Regions from separate parts of the Zea mays genome. Here region 2 is linked to region 1. The links are chromatin contacts, called in public Hi-C maps. All regions are on one chromosome and are shown on one strand. The core of a region is the stretch at or near the end of the contact, and the rest is flanking DNA. Distances in the headings are between cores, read along the strand shown. Region 1 holds the start of LOC103633164 (P-loop containing nucleoside triphosphate hydrolase superfamily protein). Region 2 holds the start of LOC100216894.

Region 1 (5,548 bases), core at 1,255-3,754:
CCTGGAACCCGTCCACGGTCCGCACCTTCACCGAGAACGACCCGTTGTGCATCGAGTACACCTGCTTGCCGAGCTTCTCCTCGATGGCGCGGACCTGGCCCTTGTAGGGCGACACCACTCCCACGCGGATCGCCTTCCTCGTGTCAACCGACTCTGCGCAAACGTTCAGCAGATCAGCTCAACGTACGTACTGTGTGCTCTAGGTCCAGGGAGATCTTGGAACCGCGTCAGATACCTATGAACAGCTTCTGAACGATCCGGGCGACAGCAGCTGCCTCGACGGGGTTGATCAGGCTGCGGTCCTGCTTGCCCGTGGCCTCGCTGCCGCCGTCGATGTTGATGAACGAGTAGGACCCGTACATGGGGCCGGCCAAGTGCCGCCTCTCGTAGTTCCTGTTCAGGACATTGGGGCCGTCGGTTATCCGGCCGCCGTAGAAGCTGGAGACAGGGAACTTGCTGATCCATGGGTGCATCCTGTACTGTACGTCGAGGAGGTGCTTGGGCTGTTCTAGAGATGTTAGCCTCTCAAACAAACTTCTTCCAAATCCTGCATCCTCACAAACCTGTACATGCATATCACAGCATGTTTTTTTATTATCAAAACCGGCGATGTAAATTAAATTCAACATCACGGCAGAAAGGGAAAGGGATTAACCGACCTTGCTTTTGACCAATGCGGGAAGCTGGTACTCATCACCGATGAGAACAGCGTGACGGACGCCAGGCAGCTGCAGGGGTATCAGTGACTCGCACTCCTTGAGCTGTGCGGCCTCGTCCACGACAAGGACCTCCAAGGGCTGGGCCTTCTGCATGTAGTGCAAGCGGTACGAGCTCGAAGCTGTGCAGAGCACGATCTTAGCATTCTGAAGCAAGAACTCTTCGATCGTTCGGCTGTCATACATTTCCGGAAGCTCAAAGTTAGAAGAAAGGAGCCGTAGCTTGCAAAGACACGAGGATCTCGCATCCTTCAGCCGGAAACTAACATCGGTGTCCCTTTTGAACAGCGCTTGTAGCTGTTCGAATGGTTCAGACTGCACGAGCACTCCAAACGCATCGAGCAAGAGCGGCATCTCTGCCATGCAGCAAAAGTTTTCTTCTGACGTTGCGGATCTGGGAAGATCATCGACGAAAGTCTCCACACAAGTGCGCAAATCCTTAGCGAGCTTCTTGTAGTTACTCTGGAAGTAGGTCTCGTATGACATTTTCTCTCGCTCTACCAATCGTACTTTTTTCTGCACTTCCAGTAAATCTTTCTGCATCTCCTTAACTTTTTTGTCATCCATCGTCCGTAAAGAACAGACAGCTATTTCATTTCTTAGCTTGATTTCTTCTGAAACAAAATGCAATAAACAACCTTGTATGGCCTCATCATACCTTTCATACGGAACCATCGGATCCTCGAGAAGTACAATCATGGAGCTCAGGGAGTTTGTCCACCCTGTGCTTGGCATCATGCACTGACGCAGACGGCAAACACGCGAGCCTATGAAGATCTTTTCTAGTTTCCGGTCCACGGCCATCCTGTCCTCGTTGCCGAAGAGCACGACATCGCCTAAGAAACACTTCGTTGCAGCACAGCCGCTGCCGGACTCTTCGATAACACCAAGGACCCGCGACGCGACCTCCGCCACAGCAGTGTTGGTCGGAGCGCAGGTCACCGTCCTGTGGTTCTCGATCAGCATGGACCACAGGAGCGCGCTGATGGTCTTCGTCTTGCCCGTCCCGGGAGGCCCCCAGATGAGGCGCACGGAGCAGGCCGGCTGGTGCACTGCGGAAACGCAGTCGTGCACCGCGTACAGCTGCGAGTCGTTGAGCTCGAAATCCTTCAGGCCATCAAGCTTCCGATCCAGAAGACTCGAAGGTGTTTCTGACGACGATACGTTGTAGTCTCGACCAAACTGTCGTCAGCAAAAAGAAAACGTCATGTAAAGCAATAAAAACACAGCAATATTTAATAGCTAGAGATATAAACTGATGCATTAGGATTATACCTTTGGATCCAATGTCTTCTCAATGAGGCTGGTGTTCCTACACGCCGCAGCACGCGCATCCAAAGCGTTCAGTATGCGATTATATGTGGTCATGTTGACCAGGAAGACGGCAAAAAGAGGCAGCCCTTCCGCTGGCCCGAGCGAGCGTGACAGCCGCACCACCGTGCCGTCGCCGCTCTGGGCTTTCAGCACGGAGCAGAGCAGGTAGGGCTTGCCAGTCAAGCCCAGCTCGGAACTGTGCCTGGGCCTCCGGTCCGTCAGCACCAGCAAGTCGGCGTCCTTCGGGACATAGGCCTGGTCTCGTTGGGCCAACTTGGGGTCGTCGGCATTCTTGACCCCGATGCGGAATATGTCCTGCTCTTCGTCGAGCTGCACCATCCGGGTCACCTCGGCCGCCGGGGCGTGCCTGATGCCTTCCAGCGCGGAGCAGAGGTCGGCGCGGGTTTCTTCGATCAGTGGCAGGATGAAGGACTGCAAGTAACCGTCAAGCGAGTTGAATGTCTTGGGTACTTTCTTGACCTGCATTTTTCGAAAGATACTCCAGAATAAGAACAAAACTGAGGCTCTTTCGTAACGCAAAAAATTCACAGAAATGATATAAGAATTTCATAAGAATTAGTTCAAAAACATAGGAAAATGTAGGATTCAGAAATTTATTCTTTGATCCAAATGAGGCCTAACAGTCAATTGTGATTGAAAAAAAAACAGGGAGAGATAAAATGAAAATCTGAAAAAGATCACCTTTTTATTTAGGAGATTCCTATCGAGCACATCCTGAAGCCGCCACGAGAAGACGTGCCTCTCCAGCTCGCTCTGATCCCACGTCCCATACCTGCTGCCGCTAGCCTCCTTCCCCCTCGTAGACTTGGCTCGAAGGACGCGGCCATCAGACGACTCCTGCCGAACAAGCACGACGTCGTCGTCGCTGTCGTAGTAGTCGCTCATCGTCTCACCACCGGACTCCGGCCGAAATCCGGCGACGGAGAAAATGGTCGATTTGTTTCGTGCTGACTACTAGTAAGGGGGTGTTTGGGAACAAAGTTTTTCTGCAGTTTTGGAAGAATACTGCAGTATTCTTAAATACTGCAGTATTATATACATAATGGTGTTTGGCAAGCTAGGTAAAATCTCTGTTTTCAAAACTGAAGTATTGCAAATACTATAGTTGTTTTAAGGCATTCTAAACTTAGCTCTGGACCTCAGTTTTTAAAACTGCGGTATTATAAACTACGGCATTGTCATAACTAAAGTATAGTATAGTATTTCAAAAACTGTGGTTTTCAAAAACTTTGTTTCCAAACAGGGCCTAAAACTGAGTACTAAGAGCGCGGGTAGCAGGAACGCAAGGCGTCGGTGACTTATACTAGGAGGCGTACACCCATTAGGATCGCTCGAGTGATTTGAGATGGAACACCAAGGGCCAAGCGATTAATCAGTGCAATCCGCCGTTCCAGTTCTCAATGTCTGGCCAGCGCAGATGGCCATCAATTCATCGCAGCGTCCCGAGGCCCGTGGAGGATGGAGGGGCCGATCTATCACAGTGTTCAGACAATAGCACTGAAAACCCATGTCTCCATAAAACAGCATCGGTTTCACCTAATAGATTTACAAAATAGCACTCAGTTCTGCTGCTTTCTTCATATACAGATAGACCTAATTCTCCCTGCAGCATTAAGGTCTCCTTTATATCCCTTCAGTCCAAACAAAACTATACAAATAGATTGGCAAATACGAGTTCCATTTTAGTAATGCTAAGCAGAGCGTATTGTATATAGCATGATAGACCCACAAGACATACAGGTTGCGGGCCTGTTTGGAAATGCAGTTTTGAAATGATGTAGTTTTGAGATACTATAGTTTACAAGTGTACATGACAAAAATACTACGGTATTACTTTACCACAGTAAAATCATAGTATTCCTCAAAACCGAGATCTGTTTAGTTCTATTGGAAAAACAAAATATATGTAGAGAGAAGAGAAGAAAACTGAGGTCCTGAGTGGAGTTTCGAAAACTCCAAAAATACCACGGTTTTCAGGTAAACCATGGTATTTAAAACTGTGTTTTGCCTGTACAAACCAAACACCTTTTGTGTTCCAATACTATAGTATCATCAAATATCATAGTATTGTTTCAAAACTGCAAAAATACTACGTTTCCAAACAGGATCTGCACGTTATATATTTATAACCAAGTTAGACATTCAAACATCTCAAAAGAACTATTCCATGTCCCATGGTTTACAAAATATCACACAATTCCATGTCGGAGTACTAAGCCATCTCATCTTAGATGGTGATGCTAACCTATCAATTACAAAAAATAAAAATTATTTTCTTTTATGCATTATTTGCTCTCTATAACAAAAAAACAAAAAAATGAATAAATCTTTGAATTCGTGTTTAAACTGTATCTAAAATATATATATCAATTGAGAAAATATATGGTAAATTTAAGGGGAGGATGAGTTGTACCATGCTTGTCTCAATGGTCGAGATCATGACGCTCGGTAGGCTTCAATCAGCCGATCCGAGTGAGGACTTTTCTGCGAAGCGAGCCCCTCGAGTCCCCTGTTTGTTACAGCGGATCCGTCTATGGGGTGCCTCGTCTTTTTTACTACTCCTCGCGCATTCCGTTCATGGGAAGGGGAATGGTAAGTTGTACCATGCTTCCCTCGATGGTCGATATCATGGCGCTCGTCGAGCTTTAAACAGGTAATCTGAGTGAAGCCCTGTCTCCTTTCATAGGATACAGGGGTGGGGTCCACTGGGAAGCGTCCTCATACTCTCAGGTGCCAACTCATATAGTTTCCAACCCCATTTGATCGGGTTCGGCGGCATGCTCTACCTCTCTTCGCGAAAAACCATGAGTGAGACATTCCCTAGCGCTCAAACTCGACTTAGTGCCCTTAGTGCTCGTGCGCTTGGGTATTAGCCATTGGGTGCCTGCTTCATAATTGTCCCTCACTTAGAGGTTTCAGGAGCGACTACAAACCCTTCGCGGCCAACCTTTGAACTCCAAGTTTTTGGCATGGGTCAAGCTTCCTCATAGTCGGGGGTCAATGTGGGCCTGCCGATTCTTTTCTTGCAGGGGGATAATATTGTGAATCGACTTTTTGATATATTATCATGTGTGTGCTATAAAATTATTTGCTATGTAAATATCTAATATGTTGTGGAATTATACAAACCAAACTGTAAGATTTTGTACAATACTATAAATACAAAAAATATCCCTTAGTAATTTTGAATAGCCATCTTTCAAATCCTAGGCCCGCCACTGCTTGACGTAAAACTTTTTGTCTGGAAGCTATCCTCCACCTGATCGATAACTTTTATGCCCACATGACCGCAATCATCACCGAATTTATCCAAAATCACCACTTACTAGAAAAACCTTTCATCTGTAACGTTTGTTGCACAAAAGACCATTTCACTTTGTCATAGGCATTTTCAAAATCTATCTTAAGAATGATGCCACTATGTTTTTTATATACAACGCATGGATAGTTTTGTGTAACACAACCACCCCTTCCAAAATATTCCGTCTGAGACTGAA
Region 2 (5,425 bases), core at 2,268-4,767, 160 kb before region 1:
GAGGTGGTCACAAAGACCGGGTCTCTTTCAACCCTTTTCCTCTCTCAAATGGTCACTTAGACCGAGTGAGCCTTTCTCTTCAATCAAATGGGACACTTAGTCCACTACAAGGACCACCACAACTTGGTGTGTCTTGCTTTGATTACAAGCGAGTTGGAAACAAGAATAGATGAAGAAGAAAAGTGATCCAAGCGCAAGAGCTCAAAAGAACACAAAAGTCTCTCTCTCTCTCTAGTCACTAATTTGTTTGGAGTGATTCCGGACTTGGGAGAGGATTTGATCTCTTGTTTGTGTCTTGGAATGAAGTCTAGAGCTCTTGTATGAGGTTTGATGGCTGAAAACTTGGATGCATTGAAGTGTGGTGGTTAGGGGGTATTTATAGCCCCAACCACCAAAATGGCCGTTGGTGAGGGCTTCTGTCGTATGGCGCACCGGACAGTCCGGTGCGCCACCGGACACTGTCTGGTGCGCCAGCCACGTCACCCAACCGTTAGAGTTCGACCGTTGGAGCTTCTGACATGTGGGCCATCGGACAGTCCGGTGGTGCACCGGACAGCTCCTGTTCATTGTCCGGTGCGCCATCTGACGTATGCTCTGACTCTGCGCGCATAGTCACGCACTGTTCACTGTTCCTATAGCTGTTGCAGACGACCGTTGGCGCAGGTAGCCGTTGCTCCGCTTGGCACACCGGACAGTCCGGTGAATTATAGCGGAGTGGCTCCCAGAATTCCCTAAGGTGGCAAGTTCGAAGATGATCTCCCTGGTGCACCGGACACTGTCTGGTGGTGCACCGGATAGTCCGGTGCGCCAGACCAGGGCAGCCTTCGATTGTCTTTTGCTCTTTTATTTGAACCCTTTTTTGGACTTTTTATTGGTTTGTGTTGAACCTTTGGCCCCTGTAGAACTTATAATCTAGAGCAAACTAGTTAGTCCAATTATTTGTGTTAGACATTTCAACCACCAAAATCATTTAGGAAAAGGTTTGAGCTTATTTCCCTTTCAATAGGTTTCCAGCCATATATATTGCTAGGGTTTAAAGATATATTATTTTTCCGGAATAAACCGATTTTTTAGAATTAAAATAATTCTAGAAAAATACTGAAATTGTATTTAACGTCCGAAAAATATTTCGAAGGTTCCAAAAATTCTAAGAAAATTACTAGACATCATTTGGCACCCAATGGACTCAAAAACAGATTTAGAGCTTTGAAAATATTTTTAAGTACCTCGAATAAATAGAATTTGGTTTTTGAAAAATAGAAAATTATTCTGAAAATATGAAAATTTATCAAAAGCTTCTATATGGTATATTAACATGTGTCAAATACCTTTTACACTTAGAAACACTATGCAACAACATAAATGCAACAACCAAAGCACCTCTAGGGCCCATTTCACTAGGCTTAAGCCAATATATAACAAAATAACTCTCCATTATTTTAGTAAAGAGAAAAGGAAAGCAAGAAAAAGAGAGAATAATAACTGAATTTTGAGTATAGAGCAAAGAATTTTTTATACCCAAAAATCAGGTTGTTACAATTGGTCATTAATCATCAAAACTAATGTAGAAACGACACATAGCACATTTACCTTTCAACAACGCACAAAGAAACTCATGCTTTATAGTTGTATTGATTGGGCCGATCTCGGATTTCTTAAATACGGGTTCCCACAAAAGCTGGCGGAATAGACCTTCTCCCGTTTTCCCCGTTTCTTGATTTTTCCACAAATACGAAAATGGACGGGTCAAATGTGAAAAATTGTACAGGTCGGGACGGGATTTTACTCGTATGTTTTGAACCCTAATCTCATCAAGTTTCATTTTATTATTCCTTCTCATATTAACTTTAGGTTTCCGCTTTCTCTCTTCTTATATTACTATTATGTTTTAAGATAGCACTATGTACTGACGTCTCTATATGTTATATGTCTCCATTGGACATATTTAAACCGTCTAAAAAACCCAAAAGAAGAGGTGTGCTATGACAGTTCGTTTTTGGGGCACAACTACATGCAAAAAGCTCCATGTATGTGCAATGGCAGAATAAGATGTGTTTGGAGACAAGAGCTAATTACTAGCTAGCTTAAAAAATTAGCTACTAGTATATCTAATGAGAAGGGCTAATATATTGACTAATATTTTTAGCCAAGTCTCTCTATTTAGTTGCTAGTAATCTATCTAATCAAATTTAACTAATTTAAAGTATTTTAGCTGAATTAGTAACTAGCTCTCTCTCATCAAACATGCTCTTGAGCTCTTCTATAACCAACATGTTCTTCTATAACCGCAAGATATACTCTTATGTAGCTATGCCACGAGTTACTTTCGTAGACCCCAAAAGTTAGCACAATCAAGTACTTATCATCCTAATATAATATGTTCTCTTAAAAATTGTTAGGTCACTTTGTGCCCCACAACCCCTTAATCTCATACAACCAAATAAGCTCATATAACGGTGCAAAACACTGTTTTGAACTATAGATTGCGCTGTTTACAGAATGAAGTTAAAAACGAGAGACGAGGATTGCTAGAGATAGCCTTACCAATAGGAGCCAGTGTAAGCATGTAACACGTGCAGAAGAAATTTGGAATTATGACATTATGAAAAGTGGAATTCGCTACTTTGTCATCAGTTTATGAGGCTTCATCTGAATATCATTATAAAAATGTTGCACGCTGTAATGTCATTTGATCGTTTAATAAAATAAAAAAGAAATGTATATATTTGTATGGATATTGAGGTCTAGTTTTATTGGGACACATAGAGACAACAGGGGCTTACGACGAACATCAGTCACCGAAGTGATAATGGATGAACAATAATAAGGGTAAAATTGTCCCTCAATGTCTCTATAAATATTGTCCCTTAGAATTAGTTTGGAAATTCAAATCTCCTTCGGGATTGAAGGAGATTGAAGAGAAAATTAGTTCATTTCCACCTCAATTCCCTCAAATCCTAAAGTGAATTTGAGGTTCCTAAAATAGCCCTCAATGTCTCTATAAATATTTTTTTTGTTTTTATAAAACATCAAAATGATATTACAACAGGTGCAACATATTTTATTTAATTCACATATTTGTAATGTAATAGATAACTAATAACGTTAAATTATATTTGTTTAAGTACAACTACAATAAGGTACCAATAACATTAAACTATATTTGTTTAAGTACAACTGTAATAAGGTACCACTTTAAAAATTGATACTGATCTATTTAAATTTAATACCACTGTAACGTTAAATTATATTTGTTTAAGTACAACCGTAATCAATACTATATTGAAAATGAGTACCGGCTTATTCAAAATGGTTACCGTCGGTAATCGAGTGTTAATCATTATCATTAATATTTACGTTATATTTCATGAACCAAACGACACCTGAAAATGTAAATCATTACCGTTACATTTGGTGAAACAACTGACAAGGTTGTGAAACCCACCTCGAAGGCAGAATTCTGAATTTCTCACCGTCTAACTGTAGGTGCAGCTGTGATCTCCCAACGCCATTTCACGGTTCTTCGTCAACCGTCATCGCTTTCTCCCCCTCCCCCGTCTCTTCTCCCTCGAGGGAATAAGCCCGCCGCGTGAAGCTTCTTCTTGCATCCGAGTGCGGAATCACCTCCAATCTGCCCCTCGGGCCGCCGGCGCCGATGGAGAAGGTGAAGAACATGCTCAAGCCGCGGCCGACGCCGCAGCAGCAGCTGCGCGAGTGGCAGCGCCGCCTCCGCAACGAGTGCCGCGTCCTCGACCGTCAGATCCGAGGTCCTACCCCCGAACGCGCCCGCATCTCCTTCCCTTCTCGTCCCCCACATCTCCTTCCCCTGGTCTCCAAGGGAACTGGCGATCGGGCTCGTGTGGACGGGTACTAGGTGTGATTCAAGGATTGGTGGTCGGGTGTTGCTTGTTGCTCTGGTTTGCCTCAGAAATGGCCAAGGCGGTGATGCGATTAGCCGAGCGATTCTCCCGACCCTGGGGGCTGTGCGCCAAACCCTTAACCCTTACCTGTAAGTATTTTTGGGTATGAATTGTTTTTGCAGATGTGCAGAGGGAGGAGAAGAACGTGGAGAAAGCCATCAGGGAGGCTGCCAAGCGCAATGACATGGGATCTGCAAAGGTAGTTTACTTTTCTTGATTTTTTTGGTACAAGTGTTAGGCCCTGTTTGTACCCTCTAGATTATATAATCCAGCTTAAATAAGTTAAGAGACAAACAAACAACGCATATTATTAAGTAGATTATATGATCTAGATACCTAGATTATGATAATCCATAAGCAGGTCATAGGTGCTTAACTGATTATATAATCTATAAGCTAGATTATATTATCCAACAAGGAAACAAACAGGGCCTTACTCTGCTAGTCTGCTTGCTCTCTCGTGCTTAGCATAGTTCGTTGGGATTTTGAGAGTACCACAGTTTGTCAAGGTGAATCTAGGAACAATGTAGATACTAATCAAATTGATCTCCTGCCACTAAACCTAAGGTTTTAGAATTGATGTTCATTTCATTGTGTAATGTGGATTTAGTTCTATTACATGAGCGAAAAAAATCCTACAGGTCTTAGTGCAGGAATATTGGACACGATAGGAGGAGCAATTGCACTGAATAAAAAAAACAATATCATAACCTTTTCACACCTCATTACGAATTTTATATGCCAATGCCATACATTTGATAGACTATAACTCTTGGTGTAAAGCTTCATATCTGGCAATCTAATATAATATGAAGCATGTTTTTCTCACCGCAAAGAGAGTGAATGTGAAACTGGATTTGCTTACATTATATAGGTTGAGGATGATTGGATTTTTTTCTCCCTATCTGTTTCTTACCTTTATTGTGTTGTCTGGTTATCTGTGAAGGAAGGAGAAAATGCGTATAATATGTGGGATGTTTATTGCTTGAGCCCTCGAGCTGTTTATATAAGAGTACATGGCTTGGAGGGCAAGGCGCCTCTCCTAGAGATAAGAAGGCTATCATCGGATTACAATCAATCCTAAACTATCCATATCCGGTGTTGCCTAATATACTTTAACATCCCTCCGCAGTCACAGAGGGAGTGGCGCAGACGATGAGACTGTAGAAGAAGCAGTCGAGCTGACATCCCCTCCACAGTCGTAACAGTCGATGCGACGTAGATGCTGTGGCTAGAGTGGAAGCCAATGAGGTTGCCCAAGCAAGGCAGTAGCCCTTTGTGCCGATGTCGAGGTAGCCAAGGATGAGGACGCAGAGCCGTTGTCGAAGTGCCGTGTGTTGGGTAGTCGTGGTCGAGGAAGATGTCGAGGATGACGGAGAAAACAAACTGCACAAGTCACAGCGCTCCAGAGGACGTCGTGGTGACCGTGGCGTTGAGAAGCAGTCGTAGACAAAGGTGCGATGCGTCGAGGCAGATGAGGGTGTCGATGCCGGGGGCGACGTGTC

What was found. Hi-C and Micro-C count contacts between places; a contact is called where the count stands out from the background.
Region 2: a contact with region 1 is called in a Hi-C map of tassel, with 2.2 times the contacts expected there. The contact joins the promoter of LOC100216894 here to the promoter of LOC103633164 in region 1. A contact is called at or near these places in 2 of 25 Hi-C or Micro-C datasets (leaf and tassel).

The regions. Positions count from the first base shown.
Region 1 is chr7:154,527,610-154,533,157 of Zm-B73-REFERENCE-NAM-5.0, reverse strand. It overlaps LOC103633164 (P-loop containing nucleoside triphosphate hydrolase superfamily protein), which reads right to left and starts at 2,504. Exons shown (of 5, transcript XM_020541194.2): 1 at 1,992-2,504; 2 at 660-1,898; 3 at 236-563; 4 at 1-153. The coding sequence starts at 2,369.
Region 2 is chr7:154,685,005-154,690,429 of Zm-B73-REFERENCE-NAM-5.0, reverse strand. LOC100216894 reads left to right here and starts at 3,517. Exons shown (of 5, transcript NM_001143281.1): 1 at 3,517-4,119. The coding sequence starts at 4,105.